Regions from separate parts of the Sus scrofa genome. Here regions 1 and 3 are each linked to region 2. A link is a contact called in public HiChIP or PLAC-seq data. All regions are on one chromosome and are shown on one strand. Each heading gives the region's core, a stretch centred on a gene start, on an enhancer-like site or on the middle of the called end of the contact. The rest is flanking DNA. Distances are from core to core; before and after follow the strand shown.

Region 1 (4,410 bases), core at 2-2,501, 43 kb after region 2:
ACAGACTTTTTCCGAGCCCACCCTCCCGCCTGCGCTAGAGAGAAGATCTGCAAGCGGGGCTGGCAGGCTTCAGGGTCGAATGGGGCGCCCCCAACTGGAGGAGCCAGGCCCGCGGAGTGAATCGGCGTGCCGCCAGGGACGCGTCCGCGGTGGTAAAGACCACAACCACCTACTGGGCCGCAGGCGTCGAGCTTCCCTGAGCCTTCCCCGAGCCTGCCCACTTCAGGTCCCCGAAGTCCGCAACACCAGCCCCGGCTGGAAACTCAAGGGGCGTGGGCGTCCCGCCAGCGCGCATTCCCCTTCACCTGTGCAGGTGAGTGGGCGTCCGCCTTGCCTCTCTTTGGGACGCCCCCACCCCCACTCCACGCCATGCTCCTTCCTCATTCGACACCCCTGGAGCTCTAATTTTCCCCCTGCTTCTCCAAGCCTCCCTTTTCTTCTTCTGGACCAGGCCTGTCCTAGAGTCTCTGAAGTGTTGGCATCCTCTCGGTCCCCCATTTCTCACCCCTCCCGTCTGGTTTCCTTTCGTCCCCTCGTCGGGGATCGGGCTGGGCTGGCCGAGTTTGGTACTCACAGGGTAACGGTGCTGTTAGGCAGAAGGCCGGGCTCCGGAGGCTCCGGGAGGTCCCCGCCGCCGCACACCACCCTCCTGCGTGCCGGGTTGGATGAGCCGCCGCTTAGCCCCTTGGGCCGCTCCCCCGAGCACTTGCAGCTGCGGATGGGGACCGGGCAGCCGGGCGCGCCCCAGGTCCCGGGCACCAAGAGCAGCAGCCAGGGTAGCAGCTGCAGCAGCAGGCGCGCGGGCGCCGCCCGCATCCTGCGTCCCGCGGTGCCCATCAGCCCATCGCCCCGCGGGGACCGACAGCGCTGGGGCCCGTCTGCGCGCCGGCCAGAGGGATCCGAGAGTGCGGGAGGCGTGCTCAGCGGGGGCCCGGGGCGCCCGAGGGCGGGGCGGGGGGCCCTGGGCGGAGGCAAGCCCCGGGGTCCCCGCCGCCGCGCCCCGGGGGCATGTCCGGCGAGCGCCCCGGCGGGGAGGACGCGGGCGCGGCTGTCAGCGCGGCGCGGGCGGCCCCAGGCGTCGCGGCCCGAGTCTCTGCGCGGTTCTCCCGGGCCGGTTGAGGCCGGACCCCTCCGCGGCGCTTGCTCGCTCTGCGCGGGGCTGGGACCTAGCGGATCGCGCCGGGCTCCTGCCGCCGCCGCCGCCGCCGCCGCCGCCGCCGCTCCGTGCCATGGATGGAGGCAGCTCGGCGCGGCGCCGCTCCCGCCGCCGCCAGCCCCCTCCCTCCCTCCCGAGCGGGCGCCCTCCCCTCGCCAGCTCGTCCGTCCGCGAGGCCCTAGCGCCTCCCGATACGCAGCCAGGCCTCTGCCCTCCTCGGAGCCTGAGCGGGCCAGCCGGCTTGAGGCCCCGCAAGTTCCCTGCACCCGCCTTGAATGTAGACTTTTTCTCACTCCCGCCCCTCTCCCCTGAGGCAGGAATCTTCCTCCTGACAACCCATCTCCGACCTCAAAGCCAACCGCCGTCACTTTTCACAAAATCTTCCCTCACTCATTCCTGTCCAGCCTGCACCCCATATCTCTGGGACTTTCGTTGACCTGCGGGCTTGGCCAGAGATGTCCATGTTTTGGTTTAACTTTGTTCACTGCTCTGGGGTTGCTGAGGCTCGGCTTCCCTTGACCCCTGACCTGATGGGCCAGTCTGGAGGCCGGCACTCACTGCAGGATCGTAGCCAAGTCTTAGGAGGCTCAGACCCTCCTTGCTGCTGGCTGACCTCGCCCAGTGGGGGGTGCATGTCTTTCTGCCTAGGAGGGGTCAAAGGCCAAGGCAGACAGGCTAGATCTGCCACCGCCTACCTTTTCCACATCCACGTGTGTGTTTGGGGGAACAGTGGGAATGGGGGGGATGGAGAAGGGAAAAGCAGGGGTGTGTGCTGGGAGTGGAAAAAGCACTGTACCCAGTCAGGAGGGCCCTTTCTAGGCAGCTCTAAGGACACATGGGGGGGGTAGAATCTTGGGGGTCAAAGTGGGGCCCTGCCTGCCCCCTAGTTTGTGAATGCAAGTTGTTGCCTGAAAACTGGTTAGCGGTGGTGGTGGGAGGGCACTCAGATGGGTTTGAAAATCACCTTGATTCCCAGATAGACTGAAACACAAGCTGGGACAGAGGGACAAATGAAGTGTGGCCCAATGTGTCTGCTTCTTGTCTTCCCACAGAGGCTGCCTTTTCTGACACTTGCAGGGAGATGCAGGCTGGGGGTGAGGAGTAGAAATGGCACCTTTGCTGTGGAGATGAGGCTACCAGGGTTGAGGGGTTCCTGGGCAGAGCTCCTTTTCCCATCCTTCGCTGGGCCACCGAATCGGCCACTGTAGTGACCGTCACCGTCTTTGTGTGCCCTTGGCTCTGCTGGTGTATGTGGCACCTTTCCTAGTACAGTGGCATATCAGCTGGGTCCCCCACCCCCTTTGCTGGGAATGGCTTCTTTCCCTCACATGAGCGGCAGATGCCAGGCCCAGACACTGGCTCCTTCTGGCTCCACAGGTCTGTCCCAGTTGCAGGCTCTGGTTCCTTCAACTTCCAAAGATAAATAAATAGTGACTGCAAATGGAGGAAGGGAGAAGACGGGCCTCCCTCAGCAGGAGCCCTCTGCAGGGCTGGCAGGGGCCGGGCTTGCATTCCTAGGAAGGGTCGTCACAGAGCCACGGCCCAGGGCAGGCCTGCCACCCAATCCTCTGGTTCACAGGCCAGGGAACTTCTCAGAGACCAGAGCAGAGGAGGCCTCTGGCCTGGGTCACACAGTCTTTCTGTCATTTCTGTTTTTTTTTTTTTTTTTGCTAAGTGAAGGCACTCAGAGGCTGGAAAGGAATTCCACTGCAACATCCACTCTCTGAGGCTGACATTTAATGAGGCGATGCTTTCCCACAGGTGGGAATGAGGTGGAGACATTTCCAGGACGCTGTCCTGTCCTGTTGATCATCACTTTTGGCCTCTATACTCACTCAGGAAGATGAGTGGAGCTCGAGTGACTTTCCATTTTACAAGTATGGTGAGGAAACAATGTCTGAGGTGTAAAGAGCCAGCGCTGGGAACTTAAATTTTTTTTTTAAATTTAATTTTACTGAAGTATAGTTGATTTATAATATTGTGTTAATTTCTGCGGTACAACAAAAATTCCTCATATGTTGTATATATTCATATTTATAAATATTCTTCTTCCTATTCTTTTCCATTATGGTTTATCACAGATCATTGAATATAGTACCCTGTGCTATATGGTAGGATCTTGTTTTCCAATTCTTTTTTTTTTTTTTAAGGGCCACACCCACGGCATAAGGAAGTTCCCAGGCTAGGGATGGAATTGGAGCTGCAACTGCTGGCCTACATCTCAGCCACAGCAATGCCGGGTCCCAAGATCCAAGCTGAGGCTGCAACCTACACCAGAGCTCATGGCAATTCCAGATTCTTAACCCACCAAGCTAGGCCAGTGATCAAACCCGCATCCTCATGGATACTAGTTGGGTTTATTTTTTGCTGAGCCACAATGGGAACTCTCCGATACCTTTTTTTTTTAATTATTATTATTATTTTTAATTGTTATTTCCCCAATACAAATTTCTTCTACTGTACAGCATGGTGACCCAGTTACACATACATGTACACATTCTATTTTCTCACATTATCATGCTCCATCATAAGTACTAGACATAGTTCCTAGTGCTACACAGTGGATCTTGTTGCTAATCCATTCCAAAGGCAATAGTTTGTAGCTATTAACCCCAAGCTCCCCAACCACCCCACTCCATCCCTCTCCCACTTGGCAACCACAAGTCTATTCTCCAAGGCCATGAATTTCTTTTCTGTGGAAAGTTTCATTTGTGCCATATATTAGATTCCAGATATAAGTGATATCATATGGTATTTGTCTTTCTCTTTCTGACTTACTTCACTCAGTATGAGAGTCTCTAGTTCCATCCATGTTTCTGCAAATGGCATTATTTCATTTTTTTATGGCTGAGTGGTAGTCCATTGTGCATATATACCACATCTTCCTAATCCAGTTGTCTGTCAGTGGACATTTGGGTTGTTTCCATGTCTTGGCTACTGTGAATAGAGCTGCAAAGAACATGTGGGTGCATGTGTCTTTTTTAAGGAAAGTTTTGTTCAGATATATGCCCAAGAGTGGGACTTCTGGGTCATATGGTAGTTCTATGTATAGATTCTAAGGTACCTCCATACTGTTCTCCAGAGTGGTTGTACCAGCTTACATTCCCACCAACAGTGCAGGAGGGTTCCCTTTTCTCCAACCGCCTCCAGCATTTGTTATTTGTGGACTTATTAATGATGGCCATTCTGACTGGTGTGAGGTGGTATCTCGTGGTAGTTTTGATTTGCATTTCTCTAATAATCAGTGATGTTGA
Region 2 (3,965 bases), core at 296-2,795:
CACTGAGCCATAACAGGAACTCCTGGTTGGTTTTTATTTTTATTTGTATTTTTAAAATTTTATGGCTGCACCTGCAGCATGTGGAAGTTCCTGGGCCAGGGACTGAATCTGAACCACAACTGGGACTTATGCCATAGCTGTGTAATACCGAGCCATTTAACCCACTCACTAGGCCAGAAATTGAACCTGCACCTCTTCAGCGACTCAAGCTGCTGCAGTCGGATATTTATTTATTTAAAAACATTTTAATTATAGTTGACTTGCAATGTTCTGTCAATTTCTGCTGTACAGCAAAGTGACCCAGTTATACATGCATACACATTCTTTTTCTCATATTATCTTCTATCATGTTCTATCACAAGTGATTGGATATAAGTCCCTGAGCTATACAGCAGGACCTCATTGCTTATCCATTCTAAATGTAATAGTTTGGGAGTTCCCACTGTGGCTCAGTGGTAACAAACCTGACTAGTATCCATGGGGACGCAGGTTCAATCCCTGGCCTTGTTCAATGGGTTAAGGATCTGGTGTTGCCTTGAGCTATGGTATAGGTTGCAGAGGCAGCTCGGGTTTGGTGTTGCTGTGGTGTAAGCCAGCAGCTACAGCTCCAATTCAACCCCTAGCCTGGGAACTTCCATATGCTGTGAGTAGGACCATAAAAAGACAAAAGGAAGGAAGGAAGGAAGGAAGGAAGGAAGGAAGAAGGAAGGAAGGAAGGAAGAAAGAAAGAAAGAAAGAAAGAAAGAAAGAAAGAAAGAAAGAAAGAAAGAAAGAAAGAAAAAGAAAATACCTCTTTGATGACTTTTAATTTATGCTCAAACATGACATACAAAATCTCTAATTGGTAAGCTTGGTTTCTATAACACTGCTAGCGGCACAGTTTTCCTCAAGATTCTTTGATCTGTGCTATATACCATGCTAGGAACTTTGGAGCTAGAATCTTGGAGCATCTTAAAGCTCAAGGTTTTAAAAACATCCGCATCTGCTTGAACCCTCCAGATTGCCAAAGGCCTCACCACCCCATATTCTTTCTCTCCAACTCCTTTAGACATTCTTTGCCTAGCCTCTGAAGGCATTTGAGGGTGCCACTCTGGATTTTAATTCAACTCCTTTATTCCACAGTTGAGAAAAATGGACTGCAAAGAGAAGAGACAACTGGCTCGAGGTGAAGGCGCTCTGGAAGGAACACAGTTCCCTGCCCTCTCACTAGACCACTCTCCCTTTTAGACACAAACTTTGTACCATGGCCCAAATCAACGTTCCTTACCAAAGGGAAATGGAGCATCTACGATTCCCCTAGCGCTTTAGAAAAAAGAGTTCTTTGTGGATGGCAACAATTTTCTTGTATATTATGCGTATCCATGCATGTAAAAAGCTCACCCAAATGCAACTGCTAGTCTAGCCCACCTCAAACTAACTACAGTTTGCGGAGAACCCGAAGACGCAGTCCAGCAGGAACCCCCGTCTCCTGGCTCACATTTCTACCCGAGTCCTCAGAGGAAAGGACCGGAAGTGGGGCGTGGCCGAGGAGGAACTACCCATAGTACGGCTGTCACGCTGGCCGGAAGGAGGTGGTGCAGGCCTTAGAAAGCTCCGCTCCTACTTCCTGTTTGCAACACTGTTGCTGTTGTCGACGTTAGGGGCGGTTACCCGAAGGCTTCCTCGGCTCTGGACGGGTTGTAAGATGCCGGGAAGAGGCCGCTGCCCCGATTGCGGCTCCACTGAGCTGGTGGAAGACTCACACTATTCGCAGAGCCAGCTGGTGTGCTCCGACTGCGGCTGTGTGGTCACCGAGGGAGTCCTTACGACCACCTTCAGTGATGAGGGCAACCTCCGAGGTACCTTGCGGGCTTTTCCAGGGCAATGGATAACAGCCTGGGGGCAGTGGAGTGATTGACGTCGAGATTCTTATCTCCTGCCTTTTCCTGGTCACATGCACGGGAGAAAATGGCCTAAAGTGAACGAGTGAGCTGTAGAAGCTCAGGGACTGCGGTTTATCTGTGTTTTTCTAGCAAGGTATTTGGTATTAATAAACGCTGAATAAATGAAATCAAGAGAGAAAGCTGCACTCAATTTACCTAGTCTGGGCATGGTGGAAGGATTGCGGATCAATTCTTTACGAATACAGAAAATACTATTACCGCAAAGTAGTTTTGAGCACTAATTGGCAAAAGCATCTTTTTTTTTTTTTTTTTTTCTTCCCTCTCTGCTCTTCAAGTCTGTGACCAATGCAACCCTCAGAATATTCAGTCAGGAAAATTGCCTGAATTGGATGTACAAGAGAGATGGCTGGAACACTTGGAGCTGCTTTAGTGCAGTCCTAATCTTCCTAAATTTCTTTGTATTGGGTACTGTTTGTGGTCATAGAAAATCAGATGGACCTTTAATGTGCAAAGATGGGACAAGAAGTGGATGCGTCCTGGTTTGGCTCCTGGGTTTTGTGTGGTGGGAGGGCAAGGGTGTGGCACGTGGAGGCTAAACAAGCTATTTGTTGCCCATTATCTTACAGAAGTAACATATTCCCGAAGCACAGGGGAAAATGAACAAGTTAGTCGCAGCCAGCAACGAGGTGAGAATAAACCTTTTATGACATAGTGCTTTAAAGAAAACTCTCCTGATGGTCCAGCCCATCTACTTATCTTTCCTGTTTTCAGCATTACTGTGTAAGGCTGAGTTGAAGAGAATGGTAATTAAAAATAAAGGATGATAGGGTTTCCTGGTGGCTCAGTTGGTTAAGGATCTGGTGTTGTCCTGCTATGACTTGGGTTGCTGCTGTCGCATGGGTTCGATCCCTGGCCCAGGAACTTCCACATGTCACGGGCATGGCAAAAAAAAAGAAAGGAAGGGAGCGAGGAGATGGTTCTAAGAGAGGTAGCAATTAGGTGGAAGATTCAGGTTTGCTTGGGGATTTGTTTGAGGTAGACTAAGGAGCTCAGATGCAAACTTTGGCTTGGCCACAAATCAAACCAGCCTCCAAAAGATGGGGCACTGAAATGTGACTTCTTTCTATAAGTGACTTTGTGCCTCCCAAATGTCCTCACTAAGTGTCGCTGTTGTCATTATAGAAAGGTTTGTTATTTGTGCATCTCATATCTGAGGCAGGTTTACCAGAAATTGCTGGGAGCTGCATGATGGCTCCTTTGACCCCTTTATGTAGAATATCATGCCATCTGCAGACAGTGACAGTTTTACTGCTTCTTTTCCGCTTTTTTTTTTTTAATTTTTAATATAATTTTATTTTTTTTTCTTTTGTCTTTTTAGGGCCATATCCATGGCAAATGGAGGGTCCCATGCTAGGGGTTGAATCAGAGCTGTAGCCTCTGGCCTACACCAGAACAACAGCAATGTGAGATCCAAGCCACGTCTGCGACCTATACCACAGCTCACAGCAACGCTGGATCCTTAACCCACTGAGTGAGGCCAGGGATCGAACCGGCGTCCTCATGGATATGGGATTTGTTAACCACTGAGCCATGACGGGAACTCTTTTTCTAGTTTGGATTCCTATTGTTTCTGTTCCTCCTCCGATTGCTCTGGTTAGATCTTCCAAAACTCTGTTGAATAAAAATGGTGAGGGTGGGCATCCTTGTCTTGTTCGTGATCTTAGAGGAAAGGCTTTCAGCTTTACATCGTTGAATGTGATGTTAGCTCTGTGTTTGTCATATGTGGTCTTCCTTATGTTGAGATATGTTCCCTCTATGCCCACACTCTGGAGAGTTTTTACTGTAAATGGATGTTGAATTTTATAAAACACTTTTTCTGTATCTATTGAGATGACCATATGGTTTCTATGGTTCATTTTGGTGTGTCACATTTGTTGACTTGTGGATATTGAAAAATCCTTGTATCCCTGGGATAAATCCCACTTGGTTGTGGTATATCATCCTTTTAAAGATCATTCTTTATTGTTGGGACTAACTCCTGCTATGGGTTTTCCTAGGTCTCCGCCGAGTGAGAGACCTCTG
Region 3 (4,232 bases), core at 1,231-3,730, 41 kb before region 2:
AAAACACCCACAGCATTTTACAGATACAGGACTTCATTTATAGCATTTGGGAGGTGTGCTCTTGCAACTGGGTCTCATTCAGAAGGCTTTGTGCCCTCTGTTTGTAGCATCTGGCACACACTGGGCCAGCTAAGTTCTCAATAAATCTTCATGGTAATGAATGGAGCCATGAGGTTGGATGAGGTTAACAGATGGTCAAGCAGGGGAATTGGTACCAAAACAACAGGGTTCTGCTAGGCTTTTCCTGCCACTTACATGTCTGCTGCCTCCTTTCCTTTCCCCTTCCCATCACCGTTAAATATTTACAACGTACTAAATAGGTCTTTCCGGCACTGCAGCACCCCTCAGCTGCAAACCTGGGGCATAATGTCTATTTTCTAATTTTTTTCTTTTCTTTTTGGTTTTTAGGGCCGTTCTTGCGGCATGTGGAGTTTCCCAGGCTGGGGGTCCAATCGGAACTGTAGCCTCCGGCCTACACCACGGCCACAGCCACAGCAACTCAGGATCCAAGTCTTGTCTGTGACCTACACCACAGCTTGTGGCAACACTGGATCCTCAACCCACTGAGTGAGGCCAGTGATCAAATCTGCAACCTCATGGTTACTAGTCAGATTCGTTAACTGCTGAGCCACTATGGGAACTCCCTATTTTCTAATTTCTTAAATTTTTTTTTTTTTTTGGAGTTCCTGTTGTGGCTCAGTGGGTTAAGAACCCGACTAGTATTCATGAGGATGTGGTTTTGTTACCTGGCCTCGCTCAGGGGGTTAAGGATCCAGCATTTCCGTGAGCTGTGGCATAGGTTACAAATGTGGCTTGGATCTGGCATTGCTGTGGCTGTGTTGTAGGCTGGCAGCTACAGCTCTGATTCAACCCCTAGCCGGGAACTTCCATATGCTGCAGGTGAGGCCCTAAAAAAAGATCTAAAAAATAAATTTTTTTTTTAGTCTTCTAATATCTGATGTAAAAGAAACACTATGTACTTATGGTAGTGTGGGATAACCTGCCAACTCTTCAATTCCATAGCACTTCTTCAGTACCTACTGTGTGTCCAGGTTTGTGTCAGGGGCTCTGGAGGAGACAAGTCAGCACGTGGTTCTGCCCTGAAGAGGGCTATGGGAAGCCAAACCTTGGAGAAATCTGAGTAAAGCCTTGCAGGGGGTAGGACGTGGGTTGGCAAAGGTGGGCAGGGCAGCCGTGGGACAGATGGGACAGATTATCAGTGCTATAGTTTGTCTAGGAGATAGAGAAGTGAGTCAGAGTGGGCCCCAGACAGGAATGCCTTGAATCTCTTTCAAGACTGAAGTTAATGCGGTTGGTGGGGAGGCACCATGGTAGGATTTGGAGCAGGCTGTGTGTAGTGTGGCTTGGAGGGAGAGGAATCTAGAGATCTGGCGGGAAACTGACAGCAACCCGAGACTGGAGCTCTGAGGATCTGGAAGAATCAAAGGATGCAATAGAAAGACTGCATGGGAGTCAGAACACCTGGGTTCTAGTCCTGGCTCTGTTGTAGAGCCTTGAACGAATCACTTATCTGCTCCAGGACTCTCCTTAACTGTAAAACCTAAAACCCTTCAAAGTGACCTCTGCAATCTGTTGATCAATATTTGAACCTTTGAAGTAGGATACAGGAAATGAAGGGCATCGCCCATCCAATGGACCCTGGGAACAAGGAGGTGCCTGACTGGGAGCCCAGAGGGTGAAGAGAGACTGCAGAGGGTCCAGACCTGAGAAAGAGGGAACTGCGGGAGAAGGGCCTCTGCTCCCGAGGTCCATTTGGCAATCCCGTTCAGTTCCTCCTTTCCTTCCCTTCTCTGACTTCCCTCCTCTTGGCTTCACCTTTTTTGGTGAAGGCGCGGCAAAATAGAACACTCCCACACCACCTCAAGTGCTCCCTTCCTTTACCTTCCCCTTTTGAGGTAGCCATCAAAAATCCTCCTCCTTAGCCACCCACCTGGCACCATCCCTGGACCCACTTTCCTCCAGAGTAACTTCCCCAGCGACCAAAGTAGAAAGAGCAGTGAATTCGGAATCGCATTCATTATCACCTTCATAGCTACCCTCTACTGAGAACTCGCCCTGGGCCAGGTGACATTTTTTTGGCAACAATTCTACGAGGTGGTTGTTATCTCATTTTACATACAAAGAAACTGAGACTCCAAGGCTTTAAGTAATCTGTGCAAAGCCACACACCTGCCACTTGGACGAGGCCAGATTGGAAATGAGGTCTCATTCCCAGTCTCTGCTTCGGTCAGTTCCGTTCCGGTTGAGCCATGCGACCTTTGGCAAGTAAGACCCCAACTCTCACCTACCAACTCTCAGACCGGAATTCTCCAAGCCCCGCCCCCGCCCACTAAGCGCTAGCCCCACCCGGGCCCCTAGAGCCTAGCTTCGCGTACGCGACGGAGGCGGGCCCGCCCGGCAGGTGGGGGCGGGTGGAGGGGGCGTGTCCAGGAGGGGGCGTGGCCGGAAGCCTTAAAGAGGTCGGGGCGGCTGGGCAGGCTGTGGAAGCCGCGCGTCGCGGCTATCTTCTCACTTTCGGTTGGATCGCACAGCCGTCACCATGTCCTTGGCGGCCTCGGCGGGCAAGGGCCGAGGGCCCGTATGGTCCCCAACGCACGTGCAGGTGACGGTGTTGCAGGCGCGGGGTCTTCGGGCCAAGGGCCCCGGGGGCACGAGCGACGCGTACGCGGTGATCCAGGTGGGCAAGGAGAAGTACGCCACCTCAGTGTCCGAACGCAGTTTGGGCGCGCCCGTGTGGCGGGAGGAGGCCACCTTCGAGCTGCCGCCGCTGCTGTCGGCCGAGGCTGTGCCAGCCGCCGCCACCACCCTGCAGCTCACCGTGCTGCACCGCGCGCTGCTCGGCCTCGACAAGTTCCTGGGCCGCGCCGAGGTGGACCTGCGGGAGCTGCACCGGGACCAGGGCCGCAGAAAGACCCAGTGAGTGCGGGGGCGAGGACCCGGAGCGGGGCAGGCCGGGGAGGACGCTTGGCCTGGGCGGTGAGACCCTTTTAGAGTGTGTCCCCGTCCCCCCACCACCTCCCCCCAGGGGACTGACGGAACGAGGCCTCTCGGGAGGGATCCCCTCGGCCAGTAATAGTATTCTCACTTCAGCTTCTTCTTGGGCTGTCCCGCCCCAGCTCTCCCAGTACGTGGGTTCTTTGAAAACGGAGGTGGAGGTACCTGCCGCGTTTTTTAATCTGCAGGAGGGCGCTCAGCGCCTGGAACTTCGTAATCACTTAATGAATTTTTGATGAATTGAAACTAGCAGTGGGCTGACGAACTTGTCTTATTAGTTGAGTAGCGTGTATATTTGATATACGCCTTGGATTCCGTGGAAAGCCTCCTGGGTATTTCATTGTACCGGACACTGAGCTGGAAATGGCTGGGCCAGGACGCTGGAAGGGCTAACTGGAGCAGTGAAACCCACAGACACTAGAGGATCCCCCAGGGACCGAGTTGGGGCATTGCGATGCGGGTGGGTGGCGGTGGAGGCTGGGGAATGAGGACTGCCCTGGGAGGGCTGTCCCCCACCCCCACCCCCGCCCCACCTCACCACCGGGTCAGGGGTTGGTCTAGAGAATTTGCCCCTCCCTCGCCTCCTCCAAGAATGCTACAACGGTTTGGTTTAACTTTCAGACCGAAAAATATTGACCCATTTTGCCCTGGCCCCCAAATTAGTAAGGATTTCCCAGTGATGGCTGGAGCCAGGGCCTGCCCTTGGCCAAGTAACTGGGAGTAGGCATTGTTTCTCGCTGGAGTTTCTCAGGTTCTCTCTGGTCCTACGGGGGTGGGGGGTGGGAGTGGGAATGACTGCTCCCCCGTAGCTCCCCCCCTACCCCCATCAGGACTTCTGTTTTCATGAATCACCCTCCAGCAGGGAAAGCGGGGGGAAAACCCTGTTGGTTGCAGACTGTTACCCATTTGTTTGTTTCTTTCACCGGTGTTTGGAATGGAACATTTGATTATGCTCATCTAAAATACCAGAACCTAGCCACGCTTTCTTAGCTTAACCTGGTTACTTTGCTGGCCTTTAAATGTGCAGTTATGTTACCACCTAACCCCTACAGTTTATGAGGCATTCTGATTCACATTGTGCATTTTAGATATAAACAGTATTTTTAACTTTCCCTCATGAAGGAGACAGAAAAGCCAGAGGATTTGAAATTACCAGAGCCCTTTTTCTGTCTGGTGCTTGTGCACATAATACCTGCTTTCCTTATCTGGTCAACGAT

The links. HiChIP or PLAC-seq counts read pairs in DNA pulled down with a chosen protein or histone mark.
Region 1: a contact with region 2 is called in an H3K27ac HiChIP or PLAC-seq map of skeletal muscle. The contact joins the promoter of ADGRA2 here to the promoter of BRF2 in region 2. A contact is called at or near these places in 10 of 47 Hi-C or Micro-C datasets (adipose tissue, embryonic fibroblasts, epiblast stem cells and 6 more) and 1 of 2 datasets of contacts at active chromatin or transcription factors (skeletal muscle).
Region 3: an H3K27ac HiChIP or PLAC-seq map of alveolar macrophages shows a contact between it and region 2. The contact joins the promoter of RAB11FIP1 here to the promoter of BRF2 in region 2. A contact is called at or near these places in 1 of 5 promoter capture datasets (liver), 20 of 47 Hi-C or Micro-C datasets (alveolar macrophages, blood, embryonic fibroblasts and 8 more) and 1 of 2 datasets of contacts at active chromatin or transcription factors (alveolar macrophages).

What each region holds. Positions count from the first base shown.
Region 1 is chr15:48,609,783-48,614,192 of Sscrofa11.1, forward strand. It overlaps ADGRA2 (adhesion G protein-coupled receptor A2), which reads right to left and starts at 1,252. Exons shown (of 20, transcript XM_003133366.4): 1 at 575-1,252. The coding sequence starts at 837.
Region 2 is chr15:48,566,662-48,570,626 of Sscrofa11.1, forward strand. BRF2 (transcription factor IIIB 50 kDa subunit) reads left to right here and starts at 1,546. Exons shown (of 4, transcript XM_003133367.6): 1 at 1,546-1,838; 2 at 2,510-2,569; 3 at 3,941-3,965. The coding sequence starts at 1,685.
Region 3 is chr15:48,524,903-48,529,134 of Sscrofa11.1, forward strand. RAB11FIP1 (rab11 family-interacting protein 1) reads left to right here and starts at 2,481. Exons shown (of 5, transcript XM_021076260.1): 1 at 2,481-2,937. The coding sequence starts at 2,561.